2 separate regions of the Zea mays genome follow, and region 2 is linked to region 1. A link is a contact called in public Hi-C data. All regions are on one chromosome and are shown on one strand. The core of a region is the stretch at or near the end of the contact, and the rest is flanking DNA. Distances in the headings are between cores, read along the strand shown. Region 1 holds the start of LOC100217253. Region 2 holds the start of LOC103630807 (structural maintenance of chromosomes protein 3).

Region 1 (6,449 bases), core at 1,581-4,080:
GTAACATATACATCTTATTTCTTTCGTTTCAGGTTTCGTATTTGCTTTGTGCTCTTGGGGATGGTAATTTGTTCAGTTTTCTACTGAATGCAAGTACAGGTGAACTGACTGATAGAAAGAAGGTTACCCTCGGGACCCAACCCATCAGCCTTCGTACCTTCTCATCAAAGGGTACCACCCACGTGTTCGCTTCGTCAGATAGGCCAACTGTCATCTATAGCAGCAATAAGAAGCTTCTCTACAGCAATGTCAATTTGAAAGAGGTTAATCATATGTGCCCTTTCAATACAGCCGCTTTTCCAGACAGGTTTGTTCCCTCTCTAGATTTGTTGCAATGGAATTACTTAGTCTTTGAGTACCTCCTGTATGTACTTGGGAATTGGGATGATATATCAATTTGTTTGAATTGTTTTCACAAGCCATTTTGCACAACCATCTTATCTTTGTGCAGTTCATGTATTGTGTGGTTCATTAAAAAGTCGAGTAGTAAGTTTTTATACAGCAGTAGCAACTTTTTTTTAATAAGCTTGTACAGTCTGATGAAACTTGCCTTACTAAAAATAATACAACGGCACCAACAAAGCCTTTTAGTCTCAAGGTAATGGTGTTGGTAGACCTTGATTTCTTGACTGTGAAGAAACCTCCTTTTAATTCTTATGTACTTATAAATCTTATCATTAGCAGTCAAATTAGGGGAAAGAAATCTTTTGTAGCCTACTATTTATGTCTTTTGATGTCATCGTTTAATTTTTTGATTGTTGCTAGTTGCAACTTGCATTCTACTTGATGCTCTGAGCTTGTACTTCATTTGTGTCACTGGTCCAGTCTTTGTGGAGTTATGGTTTGAAAATGATACCACTGTCGTAAGTTTGCTCTAGTTCACCCCATCTTTTTTCTAATGTCACAGTCTTGCAATTGCTAAAGAGGGTGAACTTTCAATTGGAACTATCGATGATATACAGAAGCTTCATATCCGCACAATCCCCCTTAATGAACAAGCACGTCGCATTTGTCACCAGGAGCAATCAAGGACACTAGCATTTTGCAGTTTCAAGTACAACCAGAGTGTGGAGGAAAGTGAGACTCATTTAATACGTCTGCTAGATCATCAGACGTTTGAGTCCCTGTGTGTATATCCTCTAGATCAATATGAATGTGGCTGCTCCATCATTAGCTGTTCGTTTGCGGATGATAGTAATGTTTATTACTGTGTGGGAACTGCATATGTTATACCTGAAGAAAATGAACCGACGAAGGTAGTTTATCTGAAAGCATGATGTTTCACTAATACTAGTCAGTTCCCTTTTAATACGCTAAAATACTGGTTAACTCCCTTTTAATACTTGTCCAATTTACTGCTTGTAGTTTATTTCTCTGTGAACCTTGTCTATTTCTCGTGCACAAAATGCTTATGTGTTGGCACATCTTGTAGGGCCGGATTCTTGTATTTGCAGTTGAAGATGGAAGCTTGCAATTGATCGTGGAGAAAGAAACCAAAGGAGCAGTTTATTCGCTGAATGCATTCAATGGGAAATTGTTGGCTGCTATCAACCAGAAGATTCAATTGTATAAGTGGATGTCACGCGAGGATGGTTCACATGAGCTGCAGTCTGAGTGTGGCCACCATGGGCACATACTTGCCTTGTATACTCAAACACGTGGTGACTTCATTGTGGTTGGCGATCTGATGAAATCAATATCCTTGCTGGTGTATAAGGTGAGTCTTTTTTAACTGTTGGCGATCTTATTATTTGTATTTTTCTTTTTTGTGTCAGTCCCTAATTGTTGGTTGGGCTGATTGCTATTGTGTATTTTTGGGCAGCATGAGGAAAGCGCGATTGAAGAGCGTGCTAGGGATTACAATGCAAACTGGATGACTGCAGTTGAGATGCTTGATGATGAAGTCTACGTTGGGGCGGAGAATAGCTATAACCTATTCACGGTGCGCAAGAACAGCGATGCGGCGACAGATGACGAAAGGGCCAGGCTTGAGGTGGTGGGAGAGTACCACCTTGGGGAGTTTGTGAACAGATTCCGCCACGGTTCACTGGTGATGCGCCTTCCAGACTCGGATATAGGGCAGATCCCTACGGTCATCTTTGGCACAATAAACGGGGTGATTGGCATTATTGCCTCCCTCCCGCACGACCAATACATCTTCCTGGAGAAGCTCCAGTCGACCCTTGTGAAGTACATAAAGGGCGTCGGAAACCTGAGCCACGAGCAATGGCGGTCCTTCCATAACGACAAGAAGACGGCGGAGGCTCGGAACTTCCTCGACGGTGACCTGATCGAGTCTTTCCTTGACCTTAGCCGGAGCAAGATGGAGGAGGTGTCCAAGGCGATGGGCGTCCCCGTGGAGGAGCTGTCCAAGAGGGTGGAAGAGCTGACGAGGCTTCACTAGTGTAGATGGAACATGGAAGCGTTGCTTGTAAGCAAGTAGTAACTTGTTCCCTGAGCTGTAGCCTCCGCGGCTCGCACGATCAAAGTGTTCGGCCGTGGCTGCAGTCTATCCTATGCTATATCCTATCGTGATTTGTTTGTTTGAGCTGTGCCAGTTTCTTTTCTTTATTATTAATGCTTAATGTTAAAATTAGTGGTGAATCCTGTGATGGTCCTAACTGATAGGTGGGTCGGCGTGAGCCAGTAACAAAGGGATGTGCTGAATGAGACGGCCGTCTTGTCTTGTGGTAGGAGAGTTGAGATAGTGGCCCAACCCTGTCCATGAGGCATAGTCCATCCCCTGTCCATTTCATAGTAGCACCTCCAGCAGGCAGCAGCCTGCAGCCCAGCCCCTAGTTTGATCGATTTGAACCTGCCGCTGCGAGTCCACAGCGCTGCGCAGGCGGCACTGCGGCAGGCTCTTCCTCCCTCTCCTCTCTCTCTGTCTGAGCCGAGGGCTTTGGCGCTCCCCCCCCCCCCCCCCCCCCCCCCCCCCCCCCCCCCCCCCCCCCCCCCCCCCCCCCCCCCCCCCCCCCCCCCCCCCCCTCTCTCTCTCTCTCTCTCTCGCACGGGCCCGCCTGCCTATCCCACTGCCCGGTCCACCGCCGCAAACTCTGCCCGCCCGCGCGCGCCCCACCCCGCCGATCGCGGTGAGCCCGGACTCCGCCGCCGCCGCTTCGCTCTACCCTGACCAGCCCTAGATCTGTGCGGGATCCGCCGCCATGTTCTGGCGCATGACCGGCCTCTCCGCGGCCTCGCCCGTGAGTACACTCCTCTGATGCCTCTTCCGCTCTGCCCTCTCGCTCTTCCGTTCTGCTTGTCGCCTCGCCAGCCGGACCAACCCTGCTCTGCTCTACAGCCACGCCTGCTGCGCGTAGGGTTCGCTGCCGCCTAGGCCGCGCGCTGTAACGCCGTAGCCTTTGTGCTCTCTGTCTTCTGCGAGGACATATCCTGTGCAATCACTCATTTTGGTGCAAACGTGCAATCAAACTATCCAGAGCATCCAATCTAGATCCAACGGTTTCATATGGAAGAGGTTAAAAGTAAAATAGGTACTATGTTTTAGGTGGAAGGGGTTAAATATAAAATAACAGTCATCATTAGATCTAGATTAGATGCACCAAACCGCTTGATTGCACGCTTGCACCAATATAAGTGATTGCACAGGATATTTTCCTGTCTTCTGCAATGGACTCCCGAACTTTTACGGCATTCGCCAAGCTTGACTTCCGAAAAGAACATAACAAAACAAACTATAGCAAAATCTAGGTCCTGTTGGTTTCCCTTTTGACTCATTATCTACAGCCGGCTGAATCGGCGTTGATGTTGGAACAGCTTCCACTCCACGTTCAGGGTTATATTCTGTGATCACCGTCATGTTCCTGCTGCACGCACACCTACCCAGGGAAGGAATTGGATAAAGCTTGAGTGCAGCTAGTTTGAGCAATTCCATTGACAACGATTCCGGTTCATTAATAAACAGGCTTTCTCTGGCTCTCTGCACATTTTCTGTTACTGTCTCTGTGGGAACATATTTTCTGTTTCTGTCCCATTACTATTTATAGGGCTTCCTATACCTGTGTCGGAAACTAATTTCATGTCAAGTATGCTTACTGTTTATTTATTTCTTATTCCCTTATAAAGAGTCGTAAAACTTTTTCTGGCCCATGGGGTAGTTTCATCATCATGTTATCACTAGATGTATTCTTTTGGTTCATTGTACTCATTTTATAGTAATAATAACTAACTGTCCAGTGGACCGACCATGTTTATTGTCATGTCTTATTTATTTAGGGGCTGTTTGGATCCCAGGAGCTAAAACAAAAGTGACTAAAGTTTAGTTACTTAGAGCAACTCCAGTAGTTCTCTAAATGACTCTCTAAATCAAGAATTTAGATAGTTAGCACAAAAACCTCTCTCCAACAGCTCTCTAAATTGACTTCATAAATTTAGTCACTTCTCATGTAACCCTATTTCCTCCCTACATTTGATAATCATGTAGCAAGTCACGAAAAAAAACTGACGCCATTTTCTCACTCGTGGCAATCTTTCCCTGTTCCTGCTGCTTCGTATGTCACACATGCCTTTGACTCTTCCTGTTTTGTACGGCAGTCGTGTTGCATGGTATCCAAATGACCCACCAATTTGATTTTTCAAACAGATTAACTACCTAAATAATAGCAACTGTTGGAGATCCACAAATTTTTTTTGAACGCCCAATAGCTGTTTACAAACTTGCTAAATACAATTTTAAGGAGATATATTTTACATAACTACTGGAGCTGCTCTTAGGAGCTAAAGATCCAAATAGGAAGCACTAAAACTGATTATAGTGGTGAAAAAAGTATCAATTTAGTCACTTTTAGCTCTTCCTGTTTGGATATTTAGCTCCTAAGTAACTAAACTCTATAATCATTTTTGCTTTAGCTCCTGGAATCCAAACATGCCCTTAGTATACCTTTTTTTTTTACCATCTCAGGTTTCTTGTGAAAATTTAGTAGCATACACTGGGGCATCCCCGTCCCACATGCCTAACTTTCTTTTCCTGTTGGTCAGGTGGATACAATTCTGGACAAGGAGAACTTTACATTGGAAGAGCTTCTTGATGAGGATGAAATCATTCAGGAGTGCAAAGCGCTGAATACCCGACTCATAAATTTGTAAGACCATTACCTGCTTTCAACCTACTACAGTTTCCAGCATGTCTAAGCTATTGTTGAACACTTATCACTCTATGAATCTTGCATGCATTGTTGCTTTACAGGCAAAGGAATCCATTTATGATCTATGAGCGAATAATTTAGTGAAATCCATTCAGTTGTTCCCTGCTGCACAGTTCTTTTCTTATTCCTTTTTTAACAATAAAATTCTTACATTGGGGTGGGGGACTCCCCCCTGCAGTATTTATGGTGAAAAAAGATAACAAAAGCTGCACTTACCACACACATCCATCCTTTTCACCCATAGTTATGCATCAGAACTGCCTATGTGGTTCTATCATGCAAAGCTGAGAAACAGCTCTAATTGCAATTCATCTGCACATACAACCTTTTCATTTTATTCTTTCTTTGCATTTTACTTCTGCCATACAGTATGTAATTAGCCTAGCAGTAATGTATGCATTGCTCTATGCTGAATTAATTCCTTTACCTTCTAGAACAGCTAAACACATTCTCTTTTTCTCAATTTTGTAAGATTTTGTGTAGTAGATTCATCTTAATGATCATTTATTGAATTTGCTTCATTTTTCTCATCTATGCCAGTTGTTTTAACTGCAGTTAAATGAGGATTTTTCTCTGTGGTGAAACTAAGTGTTTATTTATGTTGAAGTCTGTGTTTTTAGTTATATAAGTGTTCCGTCTTGAAAAATGTAGTACCTCCTCTATACCAAATTATAAGACGTTTTGGCATTTCTAGATTCTAGGTTTTTATGTATCTAGACATAACATATTTCTAGGTGCGTAGTAAAAGCTATGAATCTAGAGAAGGCAAAACGTCTATAGTTTGGCATGGAGGGAGTAGTTATATATGCTATATTATATATCGATTAGTGTTGACATACCATGTAGCTTTCAACTGCGCTCCACCTTATTGTATGTTCGTTTCCCTGTCTAAAATGTTCGAATTTTGTATCTAGCTTGCGAGATAAGGCCCAAGTGTCGCAATTACTTCGTTACATTGTGGAAGAAGTTCCTGAGGATTCAGAGAAGAAACAATCTTTCAAGTATGCTATGGAGGATATTTGTTGTTCATTGCCATGCCACATATTACATTTTGCTGATTAGCCTTGTCAAATTTCACTTGTTTACCTCTTGCAGGTTTCCTTTTATCGCTTGTGAGATTTTTGCTTGTGAAATTGACATTATTTTGAGAACCTTGGTAGAGGATGTTGAGGTAAATATATTCACTTGTTAGCACATTTCTTTGGAACATTTCACTTCACAAGTTTGTGAACTTTGTAGTTTGTTCTGTGTAACCTTCTCCTTCCTTCTGTTACAGTTAATGGA
Region 2 (6,449 bases), core at 2,036-4,535, 620 kb before region 1:
AGGGAGAAAGGGGGGCACAACCATGGCGCCAAAAAAAGGGGGGCAGCCGCGACCATGCAAAATGCCAGAGAAGCAGGCAAGCCCCCGACGATGAGGACCAGGGCCAGGCCCGCCGCGCGGGGGCAGCGGCGTAGTGTGGAGGAGAGGCGGTGGAGAGAAGGCTGACGGTAGGCAGAGCTATAGCAGAGGCGGGAGCGGAGGTCAAGGCAGGCATCTAGGCCCCCGCAGTGGCCAGCCATGGGGTGGAGGACCAAGAAGAGGAGAGAGGGGGAAAGGCAGTGTCGGGGAGGGGGAAGGCCGCGCCAGGTGTAGGCGGCGGCTGGCGGCCAGCCATGGTGTATTGGTGTGGCAGAGCAGCAAGGTAACACTCGACGACTATGGTTAGGAGGCGTCTGATACCATATTGGAGGAGAAAAACTAAAATAGTATTCCTAAGAAATGTGTGTAGATAATACTGTAGGGCCATAGTGGGTTGGATACAAAGCCTAGGCCCAATAGGAACAATACACTTTAAGCATCAGTTGTAGAAGGCGATGAAACAAGCATTTCAAATCCTAGTCCTTCTACGCTCTCTAGAAAACTATGGTCTTTCCATCATGGTATGAGACTACCCAAGAAATAATCAATTAATGGTTTGTTCATCAAACTCAATCCCAAAGCCTTCATTCATTTTTTAGTCAGGTTGTTTCAACTGTGAGGCACAAAAATATCCAAAAATGTAAACATGTGTAACAGAAATGGTAGAGCCTTACCGAAGCTAATTCATTCCTTGCGTCATTAAGCTCATGGTCCAATATAGTATACTCAAGTGATCTTCTCTGTTTGTCCAGCTGCTGGTACTTCTTTAGTTCTTCTTTCTCTTCATCGAGTTCTCTCAGTCTTTCCTCTAAGTAGTGGACAACTTGATCAATCTGCTTCCTTTTGTTGGCTTCTCGTAAGGAATTGTCATCTCAACATGTCACTTTGATATTTGATAATATATATAAAGAATTGTGTTAATTCAAAGTTTCGAACTACCTGTTTCGGTCATTATTTTCAAGCTCTCCTTCCGTCTATCCTCATAAACACGTGTACCACCAATCTCTTTGAGAAGATCCAGTCGTTCAGAATCTTTCATCAAGGTAAGGGATGCAATCTACAGATGACAAATGTGGCCATGTAATATCAGATCAGATTGAAGACATGAACAGGTAACTGGTAAGTAATTGTTACCTTTCCTTGCTGCACAACGTAGTATGGATTAGAACGAGAGAAACCAGCACTCTCTAGCAGATTCATGACTTCAGTTTTACTGGACATGGTAAGAATAAAAGATAGGCCTGAGCAAGGGACAAGGTATAACATTGCTGAGCTGGTTTAGGGCATACAATAACATGCCTGACATGCTTCCCATCCAAGTAGTATTCATCCTTCTTTGAAGCAATTGTCCTGCGCAAGCGTACCTCTTCTTTATCAACCTGCAACAAAGTGTATTTTCATTCACAGCCAGGAGAACAAGGAGCATGTACATTATTGTGCCAATGCAAAAGGCAACCATCAGACCATCACGCAGGCGTCACTGAAACACGTTAAGAACTGGAGTGATGCTGTCAGCTTTCAAACATGAACCAGCACGGAGCTGATAATTATATGAGTGCCTACCATAAGAGATCTAGGTTTGCTATTTTTCAACAAAATATGCAACCTGAGACTCTAGAAGATAGACTGGAATAAGTAAACTAAAATCTGAATAGGTTAGAGGACTTACTGGAATACGATTGTCTGAATTGTCAAACACTATCTCAACAAAAGCAGATACAACCGAGTGTCCAGCACCTTCCTGGAATGGTTATTACAGTAGGGTATATCAAACACCAGCGGACCAGCCATCTATTCCAACTATCTAGATTGCTTAGAGGAGGCATACATGGAGAAGGGCACCCCTATCTTCACTTCGCAGGTTCTGAAACATGTCACTCAGGACAAATCGTATAGCTGGAGCAATAAGCATAAGCAAATCAAGAGGATGTTCTCGCATAAGAGCAGATGCAAATAATAATATAGCAGTACTGTACCACATGTTTAAGATTACCATGAAAGAAATTTGATTTGCCAGATCCATTTGCACCAACTGTGGCAAACAATTAAATAATCGTCAGTTCATTAAGAGCAGAAAAGTATGCATCCAAGTTGTAATTGCCCTGTAGTACTTGCAGTGAGTTTGGCAGAAAAACTAGAAGATCACTATAGAGCTAGAGCAAACAAACAGCAAGCACACAAAAGAGTTACACGGACTTAACCGTAACTGTTTCAAGGTCGTGGTTTTCTGAATTCTGGTACAATGCATGCATACATAAGCTATGACTATGCTAATTTTCCAAAACAAAACAAATAACCCAATTTAGCAAATAAAGGAAACTGAACCTTGAAGATGCACCGGATCTTGATCACTAATAAAGCTTTGTGATTGACCCACTAGGTAAGGATTTATCTATTGCAGTTGCAGGCCTGATATAGGCGGAGGTTGCCGCACAAGCGGTGTTAAATTATCTGAGCAGCAGTTAGGAAGCAGAACAGAACCCTATGAGTACAGTAATATCTGTGAGCGAGGGAGCAGAAGAGGGGGTTTACCAACTACGTTAACTTTGGGACTGAAGGGCTCTGTTGATATCTCCTCCTTGTAGCTCTTAAACCCTTCGATTACGACCTGAACCAGACAGATGGCCAATAAGCCAACAAGCTTACATGGGGAGAAAAATATCACCAAATTGTACCCAGGGCAGAACATCTTGCCTTCTTTATATACATTTTCTAGGCCGAGACAGGTCACGCTACCATGAAACCCCTGCAAAAGAGCATGGCAAGTCAGTAACAAGTAGACACCAAAAAAAAAAAAAACAGAATCGGAACAAGTAAAGGACATGGGCGTATACATGTACACCCAGTAATATTTGCGAAAAAAAATCAGAGTTGTGCTAGTATACGCTTGTAATTACATCAGATCCGAATTGAAATGGTGAAAGGGCTTGAGTTAGGGTTCGGGAGCTCGGTTCCACACAGCAGCGAGGGAAGAGAGTGAGGGGTTACCTGGTGGGTGCTCGTCGCCGGCAAAGGGTCCGACGAAGAGTTGGACCGTCGGCGGTGGCTCAGTTGTCGCCGCGCGCGAGAGCGACTGAGCGAGGGCGCGCACGGGCAGTCAGGCACGCTGAGTGGACGGGAGAAGGAGAAGGGGGAGGAGAAGGCAACACTGTCCGTGGCCGTGGCCGTTTGGTTCGGCTCCTGTAAGTTTTCGACTGGGCCTGTAGCAGGCCGGCCTGGAAGCTAGCTTGTTCGATTTCACTGGTGATCCAGATGCCACGAGGATGCCCAGGCCTTGTGTCGACAACTCGACATGCGTTGCACTGCTGCGTTGGGATGGATTAGCATTCGACCGTGGAGCATGCCAGCCAGGTGGTGTTTCAGTGATTGGACATGAACACCAACCAGAGAAGGTATACCATGCATCTTTATGTTACTACTTTGTGTTTTGTTTCAGCAGGGGGAGGTATAGCATGGATACTTGCTGAAAGCGAGAAGGGGGCGCGTAGGTTGAGGTCACCCACCCACCCAGGGCCAGGAATCAATCAGAGTGAGATGGTCCACCCGTCATCCGGTCCCGACTCTTCCCTTGAGAATGACACAAGATGTGGCCGTGACAGGTGGCATGTACAAATACCGGGTGCACGTGCACCGCAGTGCTGCTGTCTCCGGCCGGCGACCACTGCCTGCCGGTGCACGGTGCACGTCGCATCCGCCAGTCGTCTCTAGAGATGGCAATAGGGACCCGATCCCCGATTCCCCGCGGGGAATTCCTCTATTAGGGGATGGGGATGGGGAAGCTTCTTTCCCCACGGGGATGTAAATGGGGAAAAGTTCTCCCCCGACGGGTAAACGGGGACGGGGATGGGGAAGCATTCCCCATCCCCGTTCCCCGCGGGGACCCGTTAAACTTACATGTGACAATGTTTTCATGTAATAGTTAATGATAAAAGTAAAGAATTACCTTGTCCAAAGATCACCCGTTGTACAAATACATTGATTTTAATGTGCACATAATGAATTTTACATTTAACAATGTGTATAAGTGATAATATTTTACATTAATAACAAATGAAGTACGATTTAATTATAATTTAAGCGGGGATGGGGATCCCCGACAGAGATTTATCCCCGCGGGGAACGGGGATGGGGAAGAAATGTCCCCCGCAAGTGTTCGTGGGGATCCCCGCGGGGAATTTTTTTTGTCGCGGGGACGGGTTTGGGGAGCTAAAACCCGACGGAGAATTCCCCGTTGCCATCCCTAGTCGTCTCGTCTCCCCTCCCTCTCCGCTGCAAATTTGTCCGTTTGTTTGTTTGTTTTGGCAGACGCGGGGCCGGGGCATCCATCTATTGCTTCCGACCCAAGTCACGGCTGGTACGCACGATTGGCTACGGATTACCGTACAGAGGCCGCGATTGGCAGGGCGTTCCTGCTCCCTCCCTCTGTTGAGATTGCATGTGTATAACCTAGGGTAGGGTACTTGACATGGCACTGGCTGACCGCCGTCTCACATCACAAACGACGCGCGCGACACGCCGGGCCGGGGCATCGATCCATTGCTTCCGACCCACGGCTGACCAAGCAGAGAGTACTACGTCCAATTGGTTACGCCCACGTGCTGTGCTCCCTCCAGCCGTCCAGCGCCCGGCACCGCCGCCGCCTACATAAATCCACACCAGACTGTTCCTCTGCTCTGATGACCGGCCGCCCGGTTCAAGCACAAGCTAGCAATGCCTCGTCTACGTCTTCCAGCGCGCCAGTGTCCACCCCGTAGGCCGTAGGAGTAGGACCGCAGCAGCGTGCCACTCCCACTCACACACCATTCCAAATGGACAGCCGCGCGCCCGCGCTGCTGCTGCTGCTGCTGCTGGCGTTGACCCTCTCCCTAGCGGCCACCGCGGGCGCAGACCCGCCGGAGCGGGAGCGGTCGGCGCTACGTGCCTTCCTATCCGGAACGCCGCACGAGCGGCCGCTGCAATGGAACGCATCCCTCCCCACGTGCTATTGGACGGGCGTCCGCTGCGACTCCCCCGCCAACGCCACGGTGACCGAGCTCCACCTCCCCGGGGTGGGCCTCGTCGGCGCCGTCCCTACCGGCACCCTCTCCGGCCTCCAGAACCTCCAGGTCCTGTCGCTGCGTGACAACCGCCTCGCGGGGCCCGTCCCGCCCGACGTCCTCGCTCTCCCGCGCCTCCGCGCGCTCTACCTCCAGGGCAACCTGCTGTCGGGCGCCGTCCCGCCGGAGCTCGCCACGGGGGCGCTGCCCGAGCTCGAGCACCTCGCGCTCTCGCGCAACCAGCTCTCGGGACCCATACCGGACGCGCTGCTCGTGGGGCTGCCCAGGCTACGGTCGCTCAAGCTCGACGCGAACCGGCTCTCCGGTGGCCTGCCTGCTGGGACTGGGAGCGGCGCCAGGCTGGAGGCGTTCAACGTCTCGTTTAACGACCTCCAAGGACCCATCCCCGCGAACCTCGCGCGATTCCCGCCGGAGTCGTTCCAAGGGAACCCCGGCCTCTGCGGCAAGCCCCTCGTCGACCGCCCGTGCGCCGTGCCGTCCACGGGGGCGACGAAGAAACGGAAGCTTTCTGGCGCGGCGGTCGTGGCCATCGCGGTGGGCTGTGGCGCGGCGGCCCTGCTGGTGGTGGTGCTCCTTCTATCCCTGTGCGCGGTACGCCGGCGCCGTCAACACTCGGCGGCGGCGGAGGAGGCGAAGGCGACGCCGCCCACGCGCGGGCTGACGGCGTCGGGCGGCGACTTCACGTCCTCCTCCAAGGACATCAGCGCTGCCGCCGGCAGCGCGGAGCGTGGCCGGCTGGTGTTCGTGGGGAAACACGCGCACCTCCGGTACAGCTTCGACCTGGAGGACCTGCTGCGCGCGTCCGCGGAGGTGCTCGGGAAGGGCGGCCTTGGCACGTCCTACAAGGCGGTGCTGGAGGACGGCGCCACCGTGGTTGTCAAGCGCCTGCGTGACGTGGCGGCGGCGCGGCGAGAGTTTGGCGCCTGCGTGGAGGCCGCGGCCGGAGCCGCCGAGGGGCACCGCAACCTGGTGCCGCTGCGCGGGTACTACTACTCCAAGGACGAGAAACTGCTCGTCCTCGACTACCTTCCCGGCGGCAGCCTCTCCGCCCGCCTCCACGGTGAGCGATCTACAGCCTTTTCCGATCCGAGCACGTCGTCTGAGTTACTTCGTGGTTGAATTTGTGGTTCCACAGCCATCGCTTATCCCGGCGATGGCGTCCTCTGAGTTACTGTGGCCAATTGTTCAAGTCGGATGCGCTGTCGCGTCGTACATTAATATCTTTATCCGGCCTCTCTGCCTGCCTGACAGCTACTTCGTTCTCTTCCTTGACCAAGATATCTTGCTTGCTCCATGAGACCATGAGTGTATTTC

The links. Hi-C and Micro-C count contacts between places; a contact is called where the count stands out from the background.
Region 2: a contact with region 1 is called in a Hi-C map of leaf, with 6 times the contacts expected there. The contact joins the promoter of LOC103630807 here to the promoter of LOC100217253 in region 1. A contact is called at or near these places in 3 of 25 Hi-C or Micro-C datasets (ear, leaf and tassel).

The regions. Positions count from the first base shown.
Region 1 is chr6:178,887,618-178,894,066 of Zm-B73-REFERENCE-NAM-5.0, reverse strand. It overlaps LOC100217253, which reads left to right and starts at 2,830. Exons shown (of 18, transcript NM_001401848.1): 1 at 2,830-3,203; 2 at 4,999-5,102; 3 at 6,080-6,166; 4 at 6,261-6,336; 5 at 6,442-6,449. The coding sequence starts at 3,165. LOC100279448 reads left to right here. Exons shown (of 19, transcript NM_001329507.1): 16 at 33-307; 17 at 908-1,256; 18 at 1,433-1,717; 19 at 1,823-2,589. The coding sequence ends at 2,404.
Region 2 is chr6:179,507,175-179,513,623 of Zm-B73-REFERENCE-NAM-5.0, reverse strand. It overlaps LOC103630807 (structural maintenance of chromosomes protein 3), which reads right to left and starts at 3,285. Exons shown (of 30, transcript NM_001350802.1): 1 at 3,067-3,285; 2 at 2,773-2,824; 3 at 2,611-2,686; 4 at 2,072-2,110; 5 at 1,907-1,974; 6 at 1,748-1,819; 7 at 1,378-1,457; 8 at 1,213-1,291; 9 at 1,018-1,135; 10 at 753-928. The coding sequence starts at 2,787. LOC109939192 (probable inactive receptor kinase At2g26730) reads left to right here and starts at 3,860. Exons shown (of 2, transcript XM_008649438.4): 1 at 3,860-6,195. The coding sequence starts at 4,887.